Linked DNA regions of Mus musculus: all the other regions are linked to region 1. Evidence: chromatin contacts called from public HiCAR-type and promoter capture Hi-C data. All regions are on one chromosome and are shown on one strand. The core of a region is the stretch at or near the end of the contact, and the rest is flanking DNA. Distances in the headings are between cores, read along the strand shown. Region 1 holds the start of Vrk2 (vaccinia related kinase 2). Region 2 holds the start of 0610010F05Rik (RIKEN cDNA 0610010F05 gene). Region 3 has its middle 84 kb from the start of Papolg. Region 4 holds the start of Pus10 (pseudouridylate synthase 10). Region 5 holds the start of Papolg (poly(A) polymerase gamma).

Evidence for each region. Promoter capture Hi-C pulls out the DNA fragments that hold promoters and counts their contacts. HiCAR-type assays count read pairs that join an accessible place to other places.
Region 2: a HiCAR-type map of astrocytes shows a contact between it and region 1, with 7 times the contacts expected there. The contact joins the promoter of 0610010F05Rik here to the promoter of Vrk2 in region 1. A contact is called at or near these places in 2 of 39 promoter capture datasets (cranial neural crest and embryonic stem cells), 2 of 115 datasets of contacts at active chromatin or transcription factors (astrocytes and large pre-B cells) and 3 of 9 other capture datasets (adipose tissue, liver and macrophages).
Region 3: a contact with region 1 is called in a promoter capture Hi-C map of hippocampal neurons, with 14 times the contacts expected there. The contact joins the enhancer-like site here to the promoter of Vrk2 in region 1. A contact is called at or near these places in 7 of 39 promoter capture datasets (the C10 cell line, cranial neural crest, hippocampal neurons and 3 more).
Region 4: a promoter capture Hi-C map of pre-B cells shows a contact between it and region 1. The contact joins the promoter of Pus10 here to the promoter of Vrk2 in region 1. A contact is called at or near these places in 8 of 39 promoter capture datasets (the 3T3-L1 cell line, 3T3-L1-derived adipocytes, the C10 cell line and 5 more), 1 of 484 Hi-C or Micro-C datasets (pre-B cells), 1 of 115 datasets of contacts at active chromatin or transcription factors (astrocytes) and 2 of 9 other capture datasets (adipose tissue and liver).
Region 5: a promoter capture Hi-C map of pre-B cells shows a contact between it and region 1, with 15 times the contacts expected there. The contact joins the promoter of Papolg here to the promoter of Vrk2 in region 1. A contact is called at or near these places in 6 of 39 promoter capture datasets (the C10 cell line, cranial neural crest, hippocampal neurons and 3 more) and 2 of 9 other capture datasets (adipose tissue and liver).

What each region holds. Positions count from the first base shown.
Region 1 is chr11:26,590,476-26,595,228 of GRCm38.p6, reverse strand. It overlaps Vrk2 (vaccinia related kinase 2), which reads left to right and starts at 1,309. Exons shown (of 13, transcript NM_027260.3): 1 at 1,309-1,639; 2 at 3,502-3,642. The coding sequence starts at 3,507.
Region 2 is chr11:23,631,034-23,635,314 of GRCm38.p6, reverse strand. 0610010F05Rik (RIKEN cDNA 0610010F05 gene) reads left to right here and starts at 1,684. Exons shown (of 22, transcript NM_027860.3): 1 at 1,684-1,822; 2 at 3,981-4,110.
Region 3 is chr11:23,976,802-23,981,504 of GRCm38.p6, reverse strand. No RefSeq gene overlaps it. Among named protein-coding and RNA genes, the nearest start is that of Papolg, 84 kb to the right of the region's middle. Within about 2 kb of position 2,979, at least 17 of the 459 cell types and tissues checked have an H3K27ac peak or open chromatin away from gene starts, as enhancers often do. A contact at or near this core is called in hippocampal neurons, where this site is marked.
Region 4 is chr11:23,664,202-23,668,925 of GRCm38.p6, reverse strand. It overlaps Pus10 (pseudouridylate synthase 10), which reads right to left and starts at 2,934. Exons shown (of 18, transcript NM_028304.3): 1 at 2,473-2,934; 2 at 1,512-1,648. The coding sequence starts at 1,637. It overlaps Pex13 (peroxisomal biogenesis factor 13), which reads left to right and starts at 3,043. Exons shown (of 4, transcript NM_023651.5): 1 at 3,043-3,179. The coding sequence starts at 3,082.
Region 5 is chr11:23,892,611-23,896,996 of GRCm38.p6, reverse strand. It overlaps Papolg (poly(A) polymerase gamma), which reads left to right and starts at 1,727. Exons shown (of 22, transcript NM_172555.2): 1 at 1,727-1,975. The coding sequence starts at 1,959. Gm12061 (a long non-coding RNA gene) reads right to left here and starts at 2,745. Exons shown (of 4, transcript XR_872317.3): 1 at 2,552-2,745; 2 at 2,137-2,234.

The DNA.
Region 1 (4,753 bases), core at 60-2,559:
CCTTTAGCTCCTTGGGTGCTTTCTCTAGCTCCTCCATTGGGGACCCTGGGATCCATTCAATAGCTGACTGTGATGCTGGGGATTTTATTGAGGGCTTCCTACAGGTCAGAGGGACACTACCGATAAAGCTACACCCCTGTCTACAAAATTCATTTTAAAAATGTTTTTATACCCAAATCATGCCGTTCTTTTAAGAAATAGTCTCATGCTGTTTACCATTTTTGGAGTTTGGTAAAATCCTATTTCCTTATTACACCAAATTTAGCAAATAGAATTAATACCATCAGGCAAGAATAAAGCTACTACCATGATATTTGAGTCACTCTTGAATCAAGCTTTATTAAATACTGGCCAGGAATGATGGACACAGGCCAAGTCTACACCAGGAATTCCAGAGTATGGCACCATATTGCATTTGTCAGGGGCTTATGAAGGCAAATCCCACAAGGGTATGCACTTTCTGCCTTTGTGGAATCAAGGGCAAACATTCTTCCTGCCCATTTACTTCCCACCTACATGTGACTAAGCAGATCTTGTGCAGTTTGGGCAAGCTTGTTATCTTTCTTGAACAACAGCCTCCAGCATTCCTAGAAGTTACCTTGAGCAAGTGGGACTTACAAATTAGAGATTTGTTTGTTTGTTTGTTTGTTTGTTTTATAGGTCTCTCTCTCCTTTTTTTTTTTTTTTTTTTTTTTTTTTTTTTCGAGACAGGGTTTCTCTGTGTAGCCTGGCTGTCCTGGAACTCAGGCTGGCCTCGAACTCAGAAATCCACCTGCCTCTGCCTCCCAAGTGCTGGGATTAAAGGCTTGTGCCACCACTGACAGGCTGTTTTATAGGTCTCTTAAAGTATAGTAACTAAAACTTAAAACATAACTTTAGCCTTCGCAGAGAAAATGGCTGTTTTTCTTTCAGTATTTGCATCTGGACAATTATTGAGTGTTTTTAGGTAAGAAACTAAAGTGCTGTTTGAACAGTCTTTTTTATAAAGATTTGTTTGTTTGCTCTAAAATGTAAGTTGTGTATCCTTAAAGAATTTCTATATACTTAACATATTTCTCTCAGCTGTCATAGTAACCTTAAAACTCAATAACTTATGTTTTCCATTTTACAGATGGGAACGTAGAAATGTAGTAACTTTCGTTTTAAACATTATCCAAGTATTAAATGACAGAACTAGGCCTAGGGCAGTCACTTGCAAGTGACACACCCAGATAGATACAGGCCCTCCCAGTTACAAGGCTGTCTGGGTATGCCTAGAGGCTGGGCGAGCTGTTGGTAAGGATCTGAGCAATTTGAAAGGGGTTGGTACTCAGAACTGGTACAGGAAGGGTTCAGTTCTTCTGTAAGCGCTGGCCCAGTTTACTACCCCCAGGTTAATCTGCAGGCTCTTCAGACAGGCCTTGGCAGGGTCCGGTGCTTGGAAACTCTAACCCTCTCTCTCGGTACCGCCCCTCCACCGCTGCAGCCTCTGCCACTGGGCGGCCTCTGCCACTGGGCGGCCTCCGCCAGACTCTGGGGCTCCCAGGGCTGGCTGCCGGGAGGCGGCCCACAGGCTCGCCCGGCCCCTGGGAGGAGCCCGGAGAGGCCCACCTGGCTGCGAGGCCTTAGGAGACCAGCGCTGTGGGGACTCCGGCGGCAGGTCAGTCTTCCCTCCACCCCGGCTCCGACGCTCAGTGCCCGGCGGGCGGCCGCGGCGTTGTCCCGGCCCGCTGCAGGCCCAGCTTCAGCCCCCGCACCCGGTACCGACTCATCCCGGAAACCGGCCGGCGCTTCTGCACAGCTCCGGACTGCCATCCCCGGGACGGGGTCGCCGCTCAAGGCCGGGAGGGAGCGTTTGAACCGGGCGAGCGTCACCCCGGAAGCACCGAGTCCCCAAACTTTTAGCTGCCCCGCTTAGAAGTTGTTCTAGGAAGACTTGCCAACTTTAGCCAGCAACTTTGGCGCGTGTGTCCAACATACCGCCCTGTTGAGGGAACCCGGTGAATCACAACCTCCTTCAATTCGGTGGCCCAGTTGTTCCTGGTTTAGATTTCCCGCTCTCCTCCGGGCTCTGTTCAGCCCACTGGAGTGGAGTTTCAGCCGCCTCGGAGGCACTGGGTTCAGTAAGCGAAGGAGGGAAAACTACTTAAGCATAGATGGGTAGCTTAAGAGAAACGTTTTGTACCCTGTCAGTATTTTTGAATAATTTTCACGAAAGCATTTGTCCTGGTTAGATTTTGCTGTTGTTATCAACTTGTCTCCATGCAGGGCCATCTGGGAAGAGGGACAAATGTTGAATGTTGAGATTAATGTGAGGCTGTTAGTGGCTGGGGAAGGGTACAGCTTTAAATTCAAAGGTCGCATCTGACCTTTGGTAGTGTCTTACCACCACCAAGCAAAACACCTGCGAATGACTTCCACGAGCAAGGATTTCCATGACAAGCTAACCTGTCCTATCAGGACACTGACTAGTTCAGGCTCTCTGGTTTTCTGACCCTCCCTCTTACCCACTCCCATCAATGTGAGAACAGCTTTGCCTTAGAGATTACAGCTCTACAGATAACAGGAATCCCACATTCCAGAAGAAGGCCACAGAAATTTAATTCAAGTGGCAAAATACCTCCATTAGATTTACTCAGGGGCAGATGCGGATCTGTTGGAGTGATAGATGGGGGAGGGCCCAGGCCAGCAGTGCCACCCTTGGGCCTGGTTTGTTTAAGAAAGCCAAGCTGGTTGATCCAGTTCGGAGCAGGACAAGCTATTGAGCAGGGGGGTCTGCCATGGTGGCTTCAGTACCTGCCTGCAATTGCTGCTTTGAGTTCCTGCCCTGACTCCCCTTTCAGGTGGATTGTAAACTATATGAAGTAATTCCAAAGTTGCTTTACCATGGTTTTGTTTATTTGTTTTTGTTTTTGTTTTAGTCTAGAAATACTAAGAAGACCATGGTTACTTTCACATCTAATTTCAAGCATTTTTTCTAATATTTATTAATTATATATTAATCGCGTTACTCATTTGCTAATTTCTATACAATGATAATTAATTACATTCTATAGTGTTGCTAAATATTAATAAACTCCTACATGAAATTTTGAAGTATTGATTTAAATGAAACACAGTAGATATTTTTAATTTTTAAGAAATTTATTTTTAATTTTTAATTTTGTGTGTGTGTATACAGGTGCCAGTTGAAGAGGTCAAATATATCAGGCCCCAGAGCTCGAGTTACAGAGAGTTATAAGCTGCCATGTGGGCACTGGGAACTGAACCCAGATCATCCTCTACAAGAGTATTGCATATATTATGTATATATTATTACATATATATATACATACATACATACATACACATGTCAGTATCTCTTAGGTTTCAAAGTATCTGAATTTCTAACTTGAATGTTGTGGATGGCTTATCCAGTTGGAATTGACTTCAGGATCCTAATCTTAATTCTGGGAAAGACATTAGGAGAAATGAGTTTCAATGCTAGAGTTTTAACTATTTATCTCATCCATCTGCCAATAGATGTGATGGCACCAAGAAGAAAAGAGAAATATAAGCTTCCGGTTCCACTCCCAGAAGGCAAAATTCTGGATGATATGGAAGGAAACCGGTGGGCACTGGGCAAGATGATCGGCTCTGGAGGGTTTGGACTGATATACTTAGGTAAAGTATGACTAAATTGCCAAGTCTAATTACGTCTGTGATCTTTGTAACTATGGTAACAATGGTATTTTAAGAGCTAACTGAAATAACAGAATTCATAGATTCTTTTTTTAAAAAAGTAATTTGAAGATAGTTAATGTTTAGTACATTAACTAAACATTAGGTTCAAACCATAACTGACATAACATGTTCCCTGTTTGTCTTCTTTTTCCCCCAGTAAGTTTTAGAAGTCTTTTCAGAGCATAATTGCACAATCTGCCAGACAGAATTCAAATTTTCTTTTTGAGAACTTGTTTTCCTGAAACCACTTATTTTTATATGTTATAAACAACAGCTGTATAAATATAAATATTTTGTGATCCTTTTTAAAAAATATTTGCTATATTATATGTATGATATCTGTCGGACATGTCACAGGGCAGCTGTGGTGGTCAGGGGACAATCCTCCCACCTTTATGTGGTTTCTAGGATGCCAACTCAGGTAGGTGGGCATACTTCTGGAGAAAGCACCTTTACCTGCTGTGCTGTAGCTCTGTTCTCTACGTTTTGACTCCTAATAATTATTATCTAGGCAACGCTAGGGTTCTACCTAGACTTAAGGTTAATGACTGAAAGCATCTTTTATGTGGTGTGAACAAACTTCTCTCGTGTGACTGCAGTTTACTGGCTATGCTCTCCCTGGGAAAATGACAAAGTGGATATTCAGATTACCCTCTGTGCTTTATGATAGGTAGGGGACCTTGCGTGGGTGTACGTCTACACTACATCTAAATATTTAGAAATTATGCTGAATTTAAAGAGACCATTTAGGAATATCTTAGTGCTGTGGTGGGATGGCGAAAATGACTACGTTTGATGAATAAAATATTGGTGATTAGAAAAGAATCAACTGGGTTTGGAGTATATACTTCATGAAAGATCTTGGATAACATGATTCAGGTATAAGTTGGAGATTAAGAGTCACCTTTATATACACCTTTTATAAGGCTGTGTGTGCACATACACACTACTTATTTGGCTCTGGTTGTAAAAGATGACTCTCCATGTGTTAGAGTGATGGACATCTCTTTTCAAATGCAGAACATCCTGTTAGTCACATGGCTTTTGATTT
Region 2 (4,281 bases), core at 435-2,934, 3.0 Mb after region 1:
TTTTATGGGATTGCTGTGTGAGCAAGCTGGTCTCTGTCTCTTGTGCTTTCTCTTGTCTCTTTTTCTTCTGTTTGTCCAATTCTGGTGTGTTAATTTTTGTTTTATCTTGTATTTTATTTTATTGTTTAAAAAAAAGAGTAGCCGGGCATGGTGGCGCACACCTTTAATCTCACCACTCGGGAGGCAGAGGCAGGTGGATTTCTGAGTTCGAGGCCAGCCTGGTCTACAGAGTGAGTTCCAGGACAGCCAGGGCTATAAAGAGAAACCCTGTCTCGAAAAACCAAAAAAAAAAAAAAGAAAAGAAAAGAAAAAGTAATTGTATAACCTTCGTAGTGTGCCATGTTGATTAAAGTAGATAACAGATGCATACCTGGCATATATAAATGTTCCATGGATGATAGGCTTCCTTTACTGCATGCATTAATTTGACAAATGAGCCCTTCACAAGTCTGGTTACAAAAACCTGGGCATCACGAAGCATTCATAAAGCAGAAACCGTGGCTTATCTGCTGCCACACTTATCTGACTTGGAGGTCGAAAGCTCTATGTGCAGCCACTGAAGTTCAAGCTGAATGTGAACACATGTTCTCCTGAGAGCAAGACAGGGACCATTCGCTCCCAGCAGGAAGCCTGAGCCTGCGAAATGATCCAAGTGCTTCTCTCACCGTGCTACTCGGAGCTTCGCTGAGGTCTGAGGCCCATTATCAAATGTGGAAGCCTCATTCCTTGGGCATAATTTGGACTCTACCTGCACATTGAGACCACCTCCCCCCAGTGGGAAGGGAGATCTATTTGAGTGGTAGGAGGAAAGCCTTGGCAGATAAGGCGATTGAAGAGAAAACAATAAACAACAACAAAAAACAAACAAACGTTCAACTTCCTCTGGGAAACAAAAAAGAAATGAAGATTTGATCGAAACCATAACATTGAGAGTTACTTATATTCTTTTTGATATACAGCTTACACTGAATACATTGCTCGTTCTCACTGTCTCTGTCTCTGTCTCTGTCTCTCTCTCTCTCTGTCTCTCTCTCTCTCTCTCTCTCTCTCTCTGTCTCTGTCTCTCTCTGCTTGCAAACAGGTTTATTAGTGGACACTGTTTTAGTTTAATCTTGCCAGAACCATGGAGTGATTGCCAACGAAAACTCACATCTGGCCACTAATACATTTCCATCAGTGCTCTAAGACTGAACATCAATCAGCCTTCCAAGTTTAACACTGGAACATTTGCCACACTATATCTGAGAAGTCGCCAGCTTTTCAGTTTACAGTATGTTTCTAAGTCCCAGCCAACGCCCTATCCAATCATATATTTTTTCTGTTGAACCTAAGCAGCTTATAGCAAAATGAGTGACAGGGAAAGATTTATTCTTTTCATTCGAGCTCCCTTTATCTCCCACGTTCAAGATCAAGCGCTGAGGACCTAGTCGCTAAGAGACATGACGCTAAGAGAGTGGGGACGCTGCACTGCGACAGGCCAGAGAGGACGAGCCAGAGAGGGCAGGGTGAAGAGCAGGCTCTGTGCAGCGGTGGGCTGCACTCTGGCACCGCCCGCACCCGCCCACCCGCAGGATCTCGTCGCTCATTGGATGCTCTGCTGCGGCGCTAGCTTGCGATTGGCCCGGGCGCGTCGATCAGGCCCCGCCCCTCGGCGCTCTTGCTGGGCGGCTGGCTAGCGGGCGCAGGCGGGTGCGGCCGCGGCTCGTGAGGCCGCCTCAGCCTGGCGTGTGCGCCGGGTCGCGCCGTTCTGGGCGCGAGCGCGGGCGGTGCTGGCCGCTGCAGGTGACACCGGCGCGGTGAGGGCCGCCGCGGCCCTGTGGAGGTGAGAGAGACGCTGAGAGGCTGGGGCACCCACTCGGAAGCTGGAGTGGGGCGAGGGCCGGGAGCGCCGCTGCCCATCCGGGCGGGCGGACTGGCGGGCGGGCGGGCGGTGCGGGGCCCCGCTGCCCGGAAGCCCGCGGACGCCCGGGCGCTGCCTGCGGCCCCGTCCCGCCGCCGCCCTCGCCTACGCTCTTGGCGACGGAGCCCAGCTTCGGTCGCCGGACTCCGGCCCTCACAGTCCCCGCCAGGCTGCTTTCCGATGCCTTTGTCTGCTCCTCTCCAGCCCGCGCCTCGAGTCGGTGTCCACGCCGCGGAATCCCGGTCCCGAGGACGCGCCGCGCAGGGAGCCTCGGACCCGGGCTTGGAAAGGCTACTTACCCGGGTGGGCAGTGATGTCCGGTCTTTCAGAATCAGAGCCAACCGGCTGGGTCACACGTGTGGATGAGAGTCAGGAAGTCTGTTGTAGATCAGGACTAACAGCCTCCCTCTGCTGTGCCAGAGGCCTTCCACCTGTCCCTGTGACCACCCCCCACCTCCACTCCCTCCTCTGCCTAGGGAAAGATCAAGAGCCCCCTTTTCATTGAAAAATGAAAAGCAGATGCTTGTCCATATGAATAAGCCAAAATAAGGAATAGGTTATGTTCTTTAAAGGTGTAAAATGTTAAAACAATAGAATTTTTATATTTTAGTAAATAATGTTATTTATTTACTAAATATATTATACCTTAAACACTTTTAAAGTATGGTGTCATGCATGAGAGGATAATTTTGAGTTTTAGATATTTTCTTTTGGTCATAGTTTTTTATACGTTTATACCTTTCTCCAGAATGAGATGCATGTGCCAGCTGTTCTAAGACTGTATGTTATTCATACCCTAAAGGAAACATTCTCAGAGATTAGTTTAACTAGAATACACAGTAGTTTTTTTCCCTTGATTGGAAAGATTCAATTGTGTCAACAGAAAAAAAATTCACACCCAAGTTACTTAAATCATCCATTACCACGAATAAATGAGTATTATATTTGAAATATACAAGTTTTTAAGAATTTGATGGAGACATCTTTCTTGTTATTTTAATTAAGTGCTGGGAACTTAGCTCATTTGTGGAGTACACTGCCACCACCACCACCAAAAACAGAAAATAAATTTTAATTAAATATCTGAAAGTTAAAAGTGAAAAAGCAGCACACAAGGGGTCTTTGTCTTGAGTTCTACTTTAAACTGTTTAGTCGCCTTTTCTCCTTTCCAGTGCTGGTTGTCCAACCCAGGGCCTCGCACATCTCCATTCCCATCCTAAACGTCTTCCTAAGGTCCAAACAAATTATAATTAAACACCGCTTTCCAAATCATTTGTCCTCAGGAAAAGGAATGCACACATTACCCATGTAAGCAGAGAACAACATTTTGTTCACTGAAGATTAAGATTCCACATTATTTAATGTGTGTACTTAAATATTCATATAAATTGTAAATCTTCAGCTTGGAGTGGGTTCCAAAAGATACATTGTTTCTTTAAGGCTTTGAGACTTTATTAAGTCAGCAAACATTTTTTGGCACTATCTGTTTTGCTGGGGTTTTTTTTTGTTTGTTTGTTTGTTTTTTTTTGAGGAATCAAAGAGCTGAGTGTGTCTGAACACACTTGAAATCCCTGTGCTCTAAGACGGGAAGATCATGAGTTAGAAGCCAGCCTGGACTACAAAGCCAGACCTACCCCAGGTGGATAAAAATGAAATTCTGTTCTGGGCAGTGCTTTCTAAGGGATTCAACAAAATTCTTGAAAAATTTTATGTCAGTAACAGCCAAAATAGGATAAGGAAAAACAATTGCCATAATAAATTGTGGTGCACATTTTGCATGCCAGACACTGTGCTGGGTACTTTATGGTATTGTTTAATTCTCACAATAATCTTAAAAGTAGTTATTATTTTCCTTATAGCAAGCCCAAGATTGCACTGCTAGAAATGGAGCAGCTTGGTAAGTATTCATAGCCTGTTTTATTGGCAGCATACTTCATGCTATGCTTTGTTATCTTTATGAATCTGTTTAAGAATCTCAGAAGTGCTACTGCTACAGACATCCAGTCCTCACTGTGTCAGGTGATTTTCTTACCAAGGATCACAGAAAGAGAGCACCTATGGTTTGACTTTTGTTTTGCAGATGAGGAAACTGAGACACGGATTATCTGAATTAGACAATATCTTAATGGTAGAACCAAGATATAAAGTTGGACAGTTTGACTTCAGAATCTATACTTGTAACTCGTACATTGTACTGGGCCTTCAGTAAGGTACATCTCAGAAAGCTATAACTTTACAATGCTTAATTTTTTGTGTGTTTCTTTTGTATTTTAGATTTATTCGCTTTTATTTTATGTGTGCCTTGTGTTTGCTTGCTTGCATGTATCTGGATGTACCATATATTTGTCTAGTGCCTATGAAGGCCAAAAGAGGGCATTATA
Region 3 (4,703 bases), core at 1,730-4,229, 2.6 Mb after region 1:
CCAGTTTGTACAGACATCCACATAACCAAATCCATGTGATGATCCCGAAGCCTGCCCCACGCTCCTGCAGACATTCATGCCACACGGGACTAGTTAGAGAGTGTTTCCTCTCCTAGCGGCCACTTTTGTCATTTGTTAAGCAAAATGAAATTACTGGTCACTGGCAAATTCACTTTGCACTCTTCCCCCATCTCCTGTGAAGTCTTTCTGTGGCCTGGAGAGTCAGGGTGCTCCTCCAGTTGTTACTGTCCTTCCTCCTTCTCAGTCTCTCCTATGCTAATATGATCAATAATTATGCAGAGGGCAATAATATTAAACTGCTTTTATCCCCTGAAGGGAATGCTTATGTGCTTGAGATAGTGACTTTTTTAGTATATTCCAAAACCTCTGCAGATTTTATTCATGCAAGAGAAGTTTGACCTTCAACTAAACTCAAATCTATAATTTAAAGTGGCCTCTTTGACTCAAAATCCTCTCCATTTCCATGCCAAATGGGTCATCGGCTGCTCTCCAAGTAATATTCACTCCAGAGGACCGTCCCAGCTACCCATACACACACACTTTTGCATTTCTGCTCACAGACTTAAGTTACCCTCTCCAATATGTGACTGCAGCCTAATTGATAGCGGAATGCAAGAAGAGAATCTCAGGCGCTGGCTGCGGCAGACTAGCCGCCTTCCCTCAGAGAATTCTTTTACTTGTCTTTTAAATTTTCCTTTCTTGTCAAAATTGCAGGTGCAGATAAATGCTGGAATCTTATCTCAATCAGAAAGTGCTATGAACAAGAAAAGATGGAGAGTTTTGATTGTCGTTGAGGACAGAGCCGCAAACAGCTGGAGGCCTGCCGTTCCCTTTAGCTCCCATCCATCTGAGGGAAAGAAAAATGCACGGCGAACTTCACTCAATCTGTGCAGAAAGATGAGGACATTCACACTGAAATGAAGAACCACACTCCCCAGACAGTGTTAACCCAGAGAGCGGCATTGCTGCCAGCTGCAGAGACCTCGAGTGTGGTAGGCATGACCTTGGCAAGGTGGCCACGGGGAAACCCTGAGGAATTACTGGACCAGAGGCTTTCATGGAGCCCTAGGAATTTCTCCTCAGCCAGGTTTCCTTTCTCCAGATAAAACAAAGGTGTTTTAAATGACTTTCAACTAAACCTAGAGATGATTACGGGAAGGAAGACACAGACAAACAAGAAGCCTCTGCGTTCTACCGCTCCCACAGCCAGCCTGCCAGCCCATGCCAGCGGTGAAGGGCCTTTACTGACGCTGTCTCTCATTCACGCTGGATGCGCATGCTCCGTATCAGCATCAGAGAGTGTGTTGTGAATTTTGAGTTCAGCCTTGGTCCAGCTCTGGGCATACTGCAATGGCTCAATGAAGAACTTGAATACAGTTCCTCCATATTTTGTCAATGTATAAAAACATCAGAATTTGTTCATGATGTTAATTTTTCCTTTCCTGTTTCTGGTCCTAATTCCTCTTTTTCCCTACGTTTTTAGTATTTCCCTCAGACTCAAAGTACCCATCAGTCACTGTGAGCCCCAAGTACTGGAAATGTGGTTACTTCAAACTGAGATGTGCTGTAGGTCAAAAATGCACACTAAAGAGCGCTCTAAAGGGCAGTGTGGTGAACACTGTGGAGATTCTCTTCATGTTAAAATGGTCACATTTGAGATATTTTGGGTAAAGCCAAAAACAGTATTAAAATTGATTTTTATCAGTTTATGTTGTTAAATATGCCTTCCAGAAAACCTAAAACAACTAAATTGAATGGTTCATCTAGAGAGCACTAGCTCCTGTTCGCACCTGGCCCCTTCTTCTCCATGCTTCTCTGTCTCTCTGTCTCTGTCACCCTAACCCCCACCCCTGACAGTCCAAGAAGACCTGAAATCACAACCATCTCCATGAAGTCCCTGAAGAAGCAGTTTCTCTCTGCCAAGCTACACAGGTCCTGGCAGCGGGGCGAACTTTGCTGCCCTCTGCTGGTCACACTGTAATTCCGTGAACTCAAGCAGCATTCATCTCCTGGCTGGCATGGCTTTTCCTGCGCACTTTTCTGATTCTCTTCCCCCTATTGTTAGCATCTTAAGTTTAAGTATAGTGGTGATTGGCTGAACAGATGGCCCACCAGGTAAAGACAGCAAGCTTAAACCCACATAGCTGAAAAGCATATTCCATTCCTGTAAATTATCCTCAGACCTCCACACACAAACACTCCACACACACACACACACACACACACACACACACACACACACACACACACACACAGATTTATAAGGAAATAAATTTCAAGTAAGAAAATAAATGGGTGGTGTGTCTAGAAAAAGAGACTCTATCTTTTAAAAAAGAGTAGAGTTTTGGGGACAGCAGCTTTTTAGCTCTGTTTATGAGCCAGGCACGCCTATAGTCCTAGCACTGGAAGGCTTGCACAGTGGAGGATAGCCTCTGCTATGCAACATGATCAAAAACAAAACAACTTTTTAAAAAGCCATTAAGAATTCCTTGCAGGAAGACAAAGGTATCTTCTAGTGTCCGTACTCCTCACCAACGACTGCTATCCCCCATGGAATTTGTTTAATACAAGGATTAGCCACCTTTTCTACTGGAGATGGCTGGTTAGGTTTGGAAGCCCATGACTTCTTCTGGCAATACCAGGTTGCCTGCCCCACCCCGTGCCCTGCATCCCCCCACCCCCTGCAACACACACACACACACACCTTCAGAAATTCTGAAAATAAAACTTTGAAGCTGCACTTCTCAAATTTAAAGATGCCCATAGCCCATCTACGACCTTGGTAAATTTGAATCTAGTTACAATTGGTCTGGCTTTAGGCCTACCAGCCTAGGTAACAGGCTAACAGGCTCGCAGGTGATGCCCATGACCATACATAGGCAGAGTCCACGTGCACGGGTGCTCCCAGAACAGCACACCCACCCTATCTAGACACCCAAAGAGCTGTACTGTGATTGCTTCTGCCACGGCTGCTTGGGAACAAACTCAAACTGCCGTTGCTTTTGTCTGGAAAAGCAAGAATGCCCCCTTCTGACAGATCAAAATATTTACTGTAAGTGCTAAGGAAGGAAGAGTGTGGTCTGTCTCTTTCCAAAACCAATTTCTTTAGTCACTACTGATTAGAACATTTTCTTTTCCTAATAGACTAGCTGTTTAGCCTCATGTGTTGAAACCACACAGACACACATGCTAAAGAAAAGCAGGGGCATGAGCCAGGAAGGGGAACCCTCAGAGACTGTCCCAGAACGACAGAGAGACCATGGACTGGTTGCTCTTGAGAGCCGTCCACAATCTCTGGCTTTTAAACTCGGTTTCTGTCTAAATTCTTATACCTTTCCTGCCTTGATTCCTACCAAACAGATGGCATGGATGTCATCTCAGTCTGCTCTGCCCATGGTCATTAGACGCTCAGGAGGTAGAGCTGGGTCGTGTGCTTTGCTTAAACTCCACATTTGAAGCCCTTTAAATGGTGAACTGGATTCACCAAGGATATGCTTTCATTTCCAAGAATCCTGAGATGACTTCACAAACTAGGCCATTTTTAGATGCTTAAGATACTGCATTCCTGAAACAAAGCCCTTTGTGGGGAAAATCTTAAATGACCAAAAACACAGTGTACACATGAGATGAAGATCATCTGGCCAGTCTGTTTCTGGCTTAATATCTAAGGGATCGAGAATATGAGCCTACAGATCTGGGAGGTTGGTGTTGGGGGGGGGTTGTTTGTTTGTTTGTTTGAAGGCCAAGGACACGATACATCTTCAAAGTCAATGCCTTCCCACCCTCACCCCAGCATTTTCCAATGCTCCTCAATAGTTAGCTACATAGCTCTCATTAAAGTCGAATTTCCTTAGATGAGGAAGTCACTGAATGCCTAATCACACATGCAATGCTGAAAAAAAATATTAAGACTGCATTTACATTGCCAGTTTTCTTTCCCATTACACAACAGAAGATTTATCCCCCATCCAGCACGCAAGCATGGCTCTTGCACGCTTGCAGTTCCATAGGACATGTATTAGTACATCAGTCACTATTAGCACCAACCTTGACAATCTGGAAGTTATGCCTCTCTCGGTGTTATATATAGTCTTTCTTCTGGGCTAGAAACTGAACCAAACCAAAAATAATCACGAAATCCCACATCCTGGCTGTCACATACCCAGACGGGGTGACATTGCAACACCCCAGGGCCCCACAGATCTCCTGTGAGCTCTGTGGATTTCTGCCATGGGCTGCACCCACGCAACTATCAAATGCAACTCACTGGCAGGAAGCCCACTTAAACCTTTATCCCGTGGCATACTCAGGTTGTTTTCTGGACAGGTTCCTTCTGCCTGTGGAAATAAGTTGGAGCTGGTGATCAGTCACTGTCCGGGAATTCACCGAGGTCCCACTGAAAGTGGCTGCGCAGAACATGTGACACGCATGCCTGCACAGGCACCTGTGTTAATTTTCAAATGCTTTAGACCTTGAGACGTTTCTGCAGTTTGATTAGAAGGGAAGCCTAATACCTTCTCTCAAACGCCAAGGTCAGAAAATAGCTAGAGAAAATCTGCAACCTTTAATTGGACTGTAGCTGAGGCCGCAGGTGTGTGGGTGTCACCTGGGTTTTTCAGATGTCAGCAGAGACAAGATTTGATAGATAGATAACTTTGCCCTCAACTCCTGGGAGCTGCTAT
Region 4 (4,724 bases), core at 1,685-4,184, 2.9 Mb after region 1:
CAACTTTTAAAATAAAAAATTGAGTGTGTATGAGTGTATATATTTATACATATAAGTATTTGCCTTTAAAAAGAATGTCACTGTTAGTATCAACCATATGTCAAGTAAGTTATTCTATTCAACAGTTCAGCTCTCTCTGTATTACTGTGAATATGAAAGACTCTATCTAGCGTTTCTTATGGTACTAGTATCAGGAATAATGATTCAATAAGCACTTGTTTTTAAAGGCTTCCCACAGAGCCAGGTATCATACAATACTCCTGACAACAACAGACTGTACAGCTGTGGCTAATGGGCCCTTAAGATTACACTGCCTAGTAAGACTGCAGCCATCTTAAGTATATTCCAGAATGTTCTCACAAGCAAAACGTCCTCTAAGGACACATTTCTCAGAACGTATTCCCTTCACTGAGTGGATCAAGTGGCAGGCTGGGGACATGAATCAATGACAGAACACTGGCAGTGTGAAGCCCTGGGTTCTATCCAGCACCTGAAGAATACATACATACATGTAAACAGTAATACACAGCAAAGGACTGGTATGCAGGCAAGCAATAAAGTCTGTTAGGTAAGAGCACTTGTCAGACAAGTCTAACAACCTGTTTGATTTCCCAGAGTCTATGGAGGAAGGAGAGAACTTATTACAAACATACACACACACAAGCACTCACAACATATGCATAAATTATATGAACACTCACATCATACTCATATATATATTCATAAAAATAATAGAGAGAAACTTAATTTAAAAAAACATAACTGAACTCATTTTCTGTTTAAAAGAAGAAATCAGGACTATGAATTGTCCTGTTGCTTTGCATTAATGTATGTAAGAAGCAATATCTAGTGGTATTGTGTTTAGATGCCCTTTATAAAATGTCTTCACAAATATTAAATGTAGCAAAAAAAAAAAAAAAATCCCACCATAGACCTCTCTCTGCACTAACTGTTAAATGATAGTTACCTGAAAATAGTTATATTCCTACATCAAGTTTTTAAGGTAATTGCAGTTTCAAAATTACCTTTGTAGGAATAATTTTATTAATCTTCCTTCTTTTTTTTGATATTTTTTTAATTAGGTATTTTCCTCGTTTACATTTCCCATGCTATCCCAAAAGTTCCCCCATACCCACCCCCCCAATCCCCTACCCACCCACTTCCCCTTTTTGGCCCTGGCGTTCCCCTGTACTGGGGCATATAAAGTTTGCAAGTCCAAAGGGCCTCTCTTTCCAGTGATGGCTGACTAGGCCATCTTTTGATACATAGGCAGCTAGAGACAAGAGCTCCGGGGTACTGGTTAGTTCATATTGTTGTTCCACATATAGGGTTGCAGTTCCCTTTAGCTCCTTGGGTACTTTCTCTAGCTCCTCCATTGGGGGCCGTGTGACCCATCCAATAGCTGATAATCTTCCTTTTTTAGTGGAATTATATGTTACTCACAGGACTCAAAGCTAGTGACATTCATTCCAAACTATAAAAAAACATTCTTTAATTTAAAAAGAATATACCTTGGATGGGTGTTTGTAAGGTGCGGGAAGATCCACACCACAGAATCTTAAGATGCATCTTGGACAGGTGCCAGAACTGAACAACAGCTGTGCCACGTGCTTGTTCTCCTCAGTCAGTGGAAGCATACTAGAAGAAACTAAAATGAGCACTTTCAGTATTCTACAGCTACGTGCTGTATTTATGTCCTTAAAAAGAAAAGCTTTCATTTGAAAAATTCTATTTTGTACCCTTCAAATACTGCTTGTCATATCTATATTCTAAAATATGAACTTGACTAAGTGAGTATGTGGATTACAGGGGAGAGGAACAAAGAAAGACAAGCTTGCTCTGGACATGACATTAAAAACTTTCCGATTCCGGGACTTGGGACCACTCAGGGTTGCCTGTGTAAACCTTTCAAGGAAGTACTTACAATATGGGAATATACTCTATTAAAGAAAAAAAAATCAAGAAACTCCATGTGGCCAAGTATTTATTTCAGTTTCATAATCCCGTCTATCAGTTCACTTAACCTATTAATTTAATGTTAAGTAAAGAGTCTATGAGGAGTTGGAAATAATTATGTAAAAATGCATCTTCTTGCCAGGTGTAAGCGCTCACGCTTATAATTTCAGTACACAAGAAACAAGAAGATCTCCATGAGTTCAAAGCTAACCTAGGCTAAATAGAGAATCAAAGCCAGCGGGGGAGAGGGGGGTAGCTGAAACAGTCTTGAGTTTCACACCATAAGATCTTTTTTAATGCATTTCCTCCTGCACAGGCATAGTTCGTCCTCTGGCATGGGAGTAGGGGAAAGGTAAGGGGAAAGCTCTGTTCTGGCCAAACAAGCCCTTAACTCTATGTGCTGAGGTTCTAGAAACTTACCACTCACTCCACCTGACTAACAAACAAAAGGGACTGCAGCTACGCCTCTTCGACACCCAGTCCCTAACCCCTCACCTCGTACTTCCTAGGCCTTACCTTCTCCCAAGATGCCGCAGCCGAGTCTTAACCCTTTTCGGCCCTGGGTGGGAACGGGGAAGAGTAAAGACAGCGCACCTACTGCGCTCAGCCGTTGTGTTCCCCAAGAAAACCAGAGCTTTACAACGAAAGTACCAGGCCCCTCACGAGAGGAATGCAGGAACCCCCTCGTCTTACACGGTGACCTGTAAGGCTGTCCGCCTGGCAGCCTGCACTCCCCCTAGCTCTACGAACGAAAGACTGCGAGGGGCTTTACTGCTAGCCTTAAAGGGTCGGCCGGCAAAGGAGCCTCCGACGGACTCGGCACCTAGGTCGTAGTAGCTGCTGCCAGAAACGTCGATGAGCCCCTACTCAAATTTGAAACCCAGACTAGGGAAAAGAAAGAGGGACGTCCCGCTCTCCCGACTCCCGACCCCCTCCCACACCCCAGCAAATTAGCTGTTCCCTTCCTCCTTCCTCCAGCTTCGCCTGACCACACGCCTTGGCCTGACGTCAGGCGTGGGCGGGGCGGAGGGCTCGGTGTTCTGCCTGTCGTGCCTGGCAAGCGAGGCGCTCCTTCACCCAGCCGTCGCAGTCGCTTCCCTGAGCCGGAGCGGAGCTGGCGGAGAGATGGCCTCCCAGCCGCCGCCGCCCCCCAAACCCTGGGAGTCTCGCAGAATTCCCGGGGCCGGCCCCGGGCCGGGCTCCGGCCCCGGCCCCACTTACCAGTGAGTGTGAGGTGTTTGGGCCGCGACTTTGGAGGCCAGAGCGGGGACTTGGCAGGAGGCGGTTGAAGCCGTTATTGGGGGGAGGCGTCGCTTCCCGCTGCCGGCCCGGGGCGAGTGCAGAGCGGGTCTGGAGTCTGCTGGCTGTACGACCGCCCGTTCTTCCCCCGGGCGCCCCGCCGGCCCCACGGATGCAGGAGCTAGAAAGAAAAGCGGCGCTTCCCTGCCTTTTCGCTTTTGCGGGACATGGGGGGGCGGGACAGCCTGACCCGCTTCAAAGCGACGAGCTTGGGTCTGCTGCCGAGCGCGACGTTGGCCCAGCCAGGACAAGGATAGAGAGCAAAAGTCATGGAAAAGCTTTACAGCCTCTCCAGAAGTTGGTTGAACGACCCAAAGGTCACGTTTACGCAACATGGAATCCAAGCTCTTACCCTTGGCTTTCTTTTCTAGCATAACTTAACGTTTAGGTTGAGGGTTGAAAGAATTCTAAGACAGGAATTCGAGGTCTGTGGGTAGCCTTTGTGTACAAAATTGTGTGTGTGACTGTCGTCTAAGGCCTATAAAGTTTTTATTTGCTTTGATTTAAATCAGTAACAAATGGGTCTGCAACTTTTAAAAATTTAAAACAGAATTAGAGTTTCAGGAACCTGTGTTTTCTTTGGATAAATAGATACCTTAATCCAGGCGACATGATTTCAGAGCAAGTTTGTACGTTTTCCTGGCGCGTAAAAATCTCTGTACGTTGGAGTACTTTTCTCTTATTGGAAAATCTGGTGCTCTTTTAAAAGTACTAAAACACTTGGGCACAGTAACTAATAGATACAATTAGAGTGATAAGCTGTATTTTTCGTGTTAAAGCAACACTTATTGGTGATACTTTCATTAGAATGTTTCTAAGTGTGTTCTTTGCTATCCCGTTAAACTTCTCTGAACATTACTTAGCCTTCTGGGTTTGTTGTTGTTTTGTTGTATGTGCCTTAAATTTTATGATTGTTTTCTGTACCTGTTTATATTTGTTTTACTAATGGTATGCAATTATGGGTTATTCCATTAATGTTGAACTTATCTTGCATTTTTAAATGAACCTACTTAGCTTCCTTTTTTTAATATACTGTCCTGGATTCTGTATTATTTTAAGATTTATGTTCCTATGTGATATTGGATTCCTTTTTTAAATTATACTTTTGTCTTTATATCAGTTTTTTAATGAGAAAATTTTGCACTGAAAATTTTTTTATTGAAAAGTTAACATTTTATTTCTTTAGGTAGATGATTTTTCTCTTTAAGATTTTATTGGGGCTGGCTGGAAAGATGACTCAGCAGTTAAGAGCACTGACTGCTCTTCCAGAGGTCTGGAGTTCAATTCCCAGCAACAGCATGGTGGCTCACAACCATGAGTTGTGATCCAAGAAGGCATGAGATCCAATGCCTTCTTCTGGTGTGTCTGAAGATAGCTATATATTGAAAATAAAATAAATAAACCAAAAAAAAGAAAAAAAAGATTTTATATAATACCTAGGTCCTCTGTGATATAACTATACACGTATA
Region 5 (4,386 bases), core at 478-2,977, 2.7 Mb after region 1:
TACATTAGAAACCAGAGACGTATGCTAAAATTCAGTGCTGAGTGAATAAAACTGAACCACAGAAGGCAATCTTTCCTCTTTGAGGAGACAATAGACTGGATGAAGGCAGAAGATGCTGTAAAGCGTCCTCCAAAATTCACAATGAAGAACGAAGTTGAGCGAAAGTAAGCTAAGAGGCTTTTAAGAATTGCAAGGCTGGGGTGTCACTCCTCCTCCTGATACTAGGGCAACGGTGCCTGAGCACAGTAATATTATGGTTGTGTAGCAAAGTGTTCTTATTAGATACGCATATCAAAGTATTTTTAACGTTTAAAATTGGGACTGTGAATAAGGCTCAGTGGATAAAGCTGTTTGCTGCCAAGTCTGAGGAATCAATTTTGATCCCAGCGACTGAAATGGTGAAAAGGGAGAACAGAACAGACTCTAGAAGTCATCCTCTGACTCCCTGCAGGCTAAAGTAAGTGTACTTTACATTTTTTTCTTAAAGAAAAAGTTCAAGGTTAACGTAAACTTTATTTTAAAGTTCTAGAAGTCACAAAGCTAGCAAATAACAAAGGTGGGTCTGCTTCGAATCAAATCCCAGTCTAGCGACCTCCTGAGCTCCATTTTGTCTTCTCATAACCTACCAAAATCTGTACTCCCAAATCCTGCTAATATACAGAATCCTCTCTTTTAGGAAGCTATTAGTGACTTTCCTCCATGTTTAGATGGTCCTCTTTTGGTCCCCCAATGACAACTGGACCCCATCTGTATTTAAATAGTGTATATATATATTTTCTCATCCACTCGCAATAAACTCTTGAGGATACGAATCTAGTTCCTACAGTGTGTAATACATACTTCTGCAGCAGCAGAATATCACTCATATTTGAAGTTTTTCTCCACCTTTTGATGGGAAAACTCTGAACTTGCTCAGGTCAAACCACAGACCTGCTTTTATGCATCAAACATGGAGCATAAACAAACTGACAGACCAGATTTTCAATAAATACTTTGAGTGAATAAATGAATAATTCAGAAAGTAACCTCCTTTCCCGTGACTGAGTCTCATTCCCCAAACAACCGTGCTTGACTCTTGGGAGAAAAAGACAGGGTTTGAAATTACTTTTATCCTTTAACATTTAAACATTGGTCATTTTCTCCCTCATTTTCACCGTCATAATCACACAGAACATGATTTTCACTATTTGAAAATGTGAGGTTTGGGGGCAGAGCGGTGGAAATCCTTGGGTTTATCTTACGGCTAACTAGTAGCAATTATGTTCAACATCTCAGCTAAATGCCACAAAGTCATAAATTGGGACTTGGAGGTGGTACTCCGAGGGAAAAGAATACAAGTTAAGCTGATTTATTTATAAGCTTTCTTCCCTGGATTGGTTGTGTTAAAGTCGCACCTTCTTGGGTGTGACCCTCGGTGACAAAAATCTTCTCAATGTGTACTTATTAAGTCTATGACTTTAAGATGTGGGATAACGGAAGAGTTAAAATGGTGTTAGGGAAAGCGGTGGTTTTTTTTCTAGATGCTTTTATTGCAGAAACAAGGGGAAATTGACAAATAACCTTCCCAGAGGTTTGCCTGAATTGACAATCCCACAGACCAGGGAGACCTGACACTCTGACAGATGCTTTTGCTGCAAGTCCGCTGAGGTGGGCGGGTCCCGGGAACTCAAGGCTGGGTGGGGGTGTGCCCGAGGGCGGGCCCAGGGCTGCAGGGCGGAGCCGCGGAAGGCGAGAGGCAGCCTGGGAAGTAGCGCCATATTGGCGGTGGCCGCGCTGTATTGTCATAAATAGAGCCGGTTTTGTGGTGTTTTCACTACTCGGTTGAATGCCTCGGCTGTAGAGAGTGGGGAAGTGAGCGAGCTACAAGCGAGCGAAGGGAATTGGACAGAGGAAGGAAGAGAGGGCAAGAACAGGACCCCAAAGCGAAAGACACTCGCTGGAGAGAGACGCAGGAAGCGATGAAAGAGATGTCTGCGTAAGTGGGGGCGGCGGTTGAGGGCGAGGTGGAGAGAGGTGCGCTGAGGTGGGCAGCCCCGGCTTCCAGCCCCTGCGCCTGGCACCCTGCGCAGCCGGCCGGGACCTCTGCTTTCCGCTGCCCTCCACTCCGCAAGGGCATCTCCCCTACCCGGGACTCACCTGGCCGCCCGGCGGGGATTCGGGAGTCGCCGTCAGCCCCCCGCCGCCCGCCTCTGAGGACGCCCCCAGACCAGGATGAGGGGGAAAGGCGCGTGTGGCTGAGGAGAAAAAACGGTCGGTCACTCTCCTGCCCCAGCCGTGTCTGAGCCCGTCTATTCTGTCTGCATTGGCGCAAATACCATCCCCCTGCCTCCCCTCCTCCCGGCCGGACCCGCTATCTTTCAGGTCTTTCGGAGAGGGACTGACCTAGCGGAGCCCCTAGGTTTGCGGTTGCTCCATGAGAAAGGCTAAACCCTCTACCCCGTTCCTTCCCACCGACCCACAATATCTACCGGGCTGTATCTATCCCCTGCTCACACTTTGATAAGTCGGAAGCAGTTTCTGTACTTGTCAAGAATTTATTAGAATTTCTTACCTTTCACTTTATCCGGAAATAATTTCAACGTACAGAAAAATGCACAGAAATACAAAACACCATTTGTGTAGCCACCACCCATTTTTCCCTAAGACTAACATGGGGTGTGTTCTTAGCTCTTTAACCTTTCTTTCTTGAAAAGAAGTCGAGCATTCCAATACATCTGAAGACTCGCCTATCCTTTCTCTGATTGCATTCACGACGCTCTTCCAAGGCCCCAGAGCACTGAGTTTGGTGTTTCTTGTTACTGCATTTTTAATGTTGATAGTACCTATCCCTGTATCCATAAAAACTGTGTACCTGTTTTAAACTGTTTATAGGGTATTTATTATCAGTTACTACTCTGTAGACTGGTTCTTTAGAACATGATCTCTCTGACCTTTTGCTATGTTAATATTTTCATTATTAGTTATTTTTTATTAACTAATGTATTCCGTTTATAAACATAGCCCAGTGTAGTACTTTTAGTGACTATTTTGAGCTATTTAAAAGTTTTTTATAGAATGTCAGTGAGAATTCTATTTACCTATCTTTGTACCTTCAGTAACATTTCTGTAAGGTTTTTTTTTTTTTTCCTTGTAAGTGAAATTCATAACACTTTTTGAGACCTACTTCTTAGAGTTCCTGTTTGGTTTGATTTTATGAAAATCTGTCTGTGCCATGTATTAATCACACACTAATCTTGCTCAGACAACCTTATCTCTCATAGACAGACAGACAGACAGACAGATAGATAGATAGAACTTGAAATAATTAATTGAAGTTTTGTTTGTTCTACAGCAAGATAAAAATGGGAGAGAAATTAGAGTTGGGTTTTTTAAAATACTCCCTTATATTTCATTAAGTCATTTCAAAGGTATATAGGCTGTTTGTTGAGATGAGGTTTCACATGGCCATGAGCTTGCTTCTGCCTCTACCACTTGACTTGTGCCACCAAACCTGGCTAAGCTATCTTATCTTCTCTATTGTCCTTTCTTTCTCCCCATCCTGTAAAACCTCCAGCTGAAAAACATGTTTTAGTTTGTGGACTTACAAGTCACTGCTGTTTTGTTAGTTCGGTTTTTGGTTCAGAGATGGAACTCAGGGCACTACACATGAAACAGTCTGTCACTGAGGTACATCTCCAACCTCAAGGCAATTTTTAAGCATTTAAAATGCAAAAAGAATTAACTACAGTTGTATTTTTGTGGTGTTTACATTTTAAATTGATAAACTTGCACATAATTTGTACAGTGACTAGTTTAAAGCAATTGGCTTGTCCATCACATTTACTGATTACTTATATAAATATGTATACTGTAATTAATTAGTATTTATCACAGTTGCCCTACTGTGCTTAGAATTAATTATAGAGCCAGGCATAACACAGACCTTTAATCCAAACCCCATGAGGCAGAGGCAGGCTGATCTCTGAGTTCAAGTCTGGTAAGTTCCAAGACAGAGTTATATAGTAAGACCCTGTTTCAAGAAGAAAGAAAGAAGTCCTAGTGTCCAGTTATACCTTTCTTTGGTGAGAAGGTATTGCTATGTAGCTCAGGCTTTGAATGTAGATTCTTCTACTTCAGCCTTCTGAATGAAGGGAATAGAGGCATGGGCCTATGTCTGTCCCATTTAACCTCCCTCCTTTCTTCCTCTGTTATTTTTTTTTTAAAGAGCTAATTTACTCATTAAAAGACTGCCTTTTGAGATTATATTCTTACTGTTATGAATAGTTCTTTATGCAAATATGAAGAAAGGTGGTTAGGTTGAGAGTATATACTCATTTTTTCTTTTGCAACAAAATGTACCCCATATCTTTTAGTTATAGATGTAGTCAGAATTCTGTGGTGCTTTAT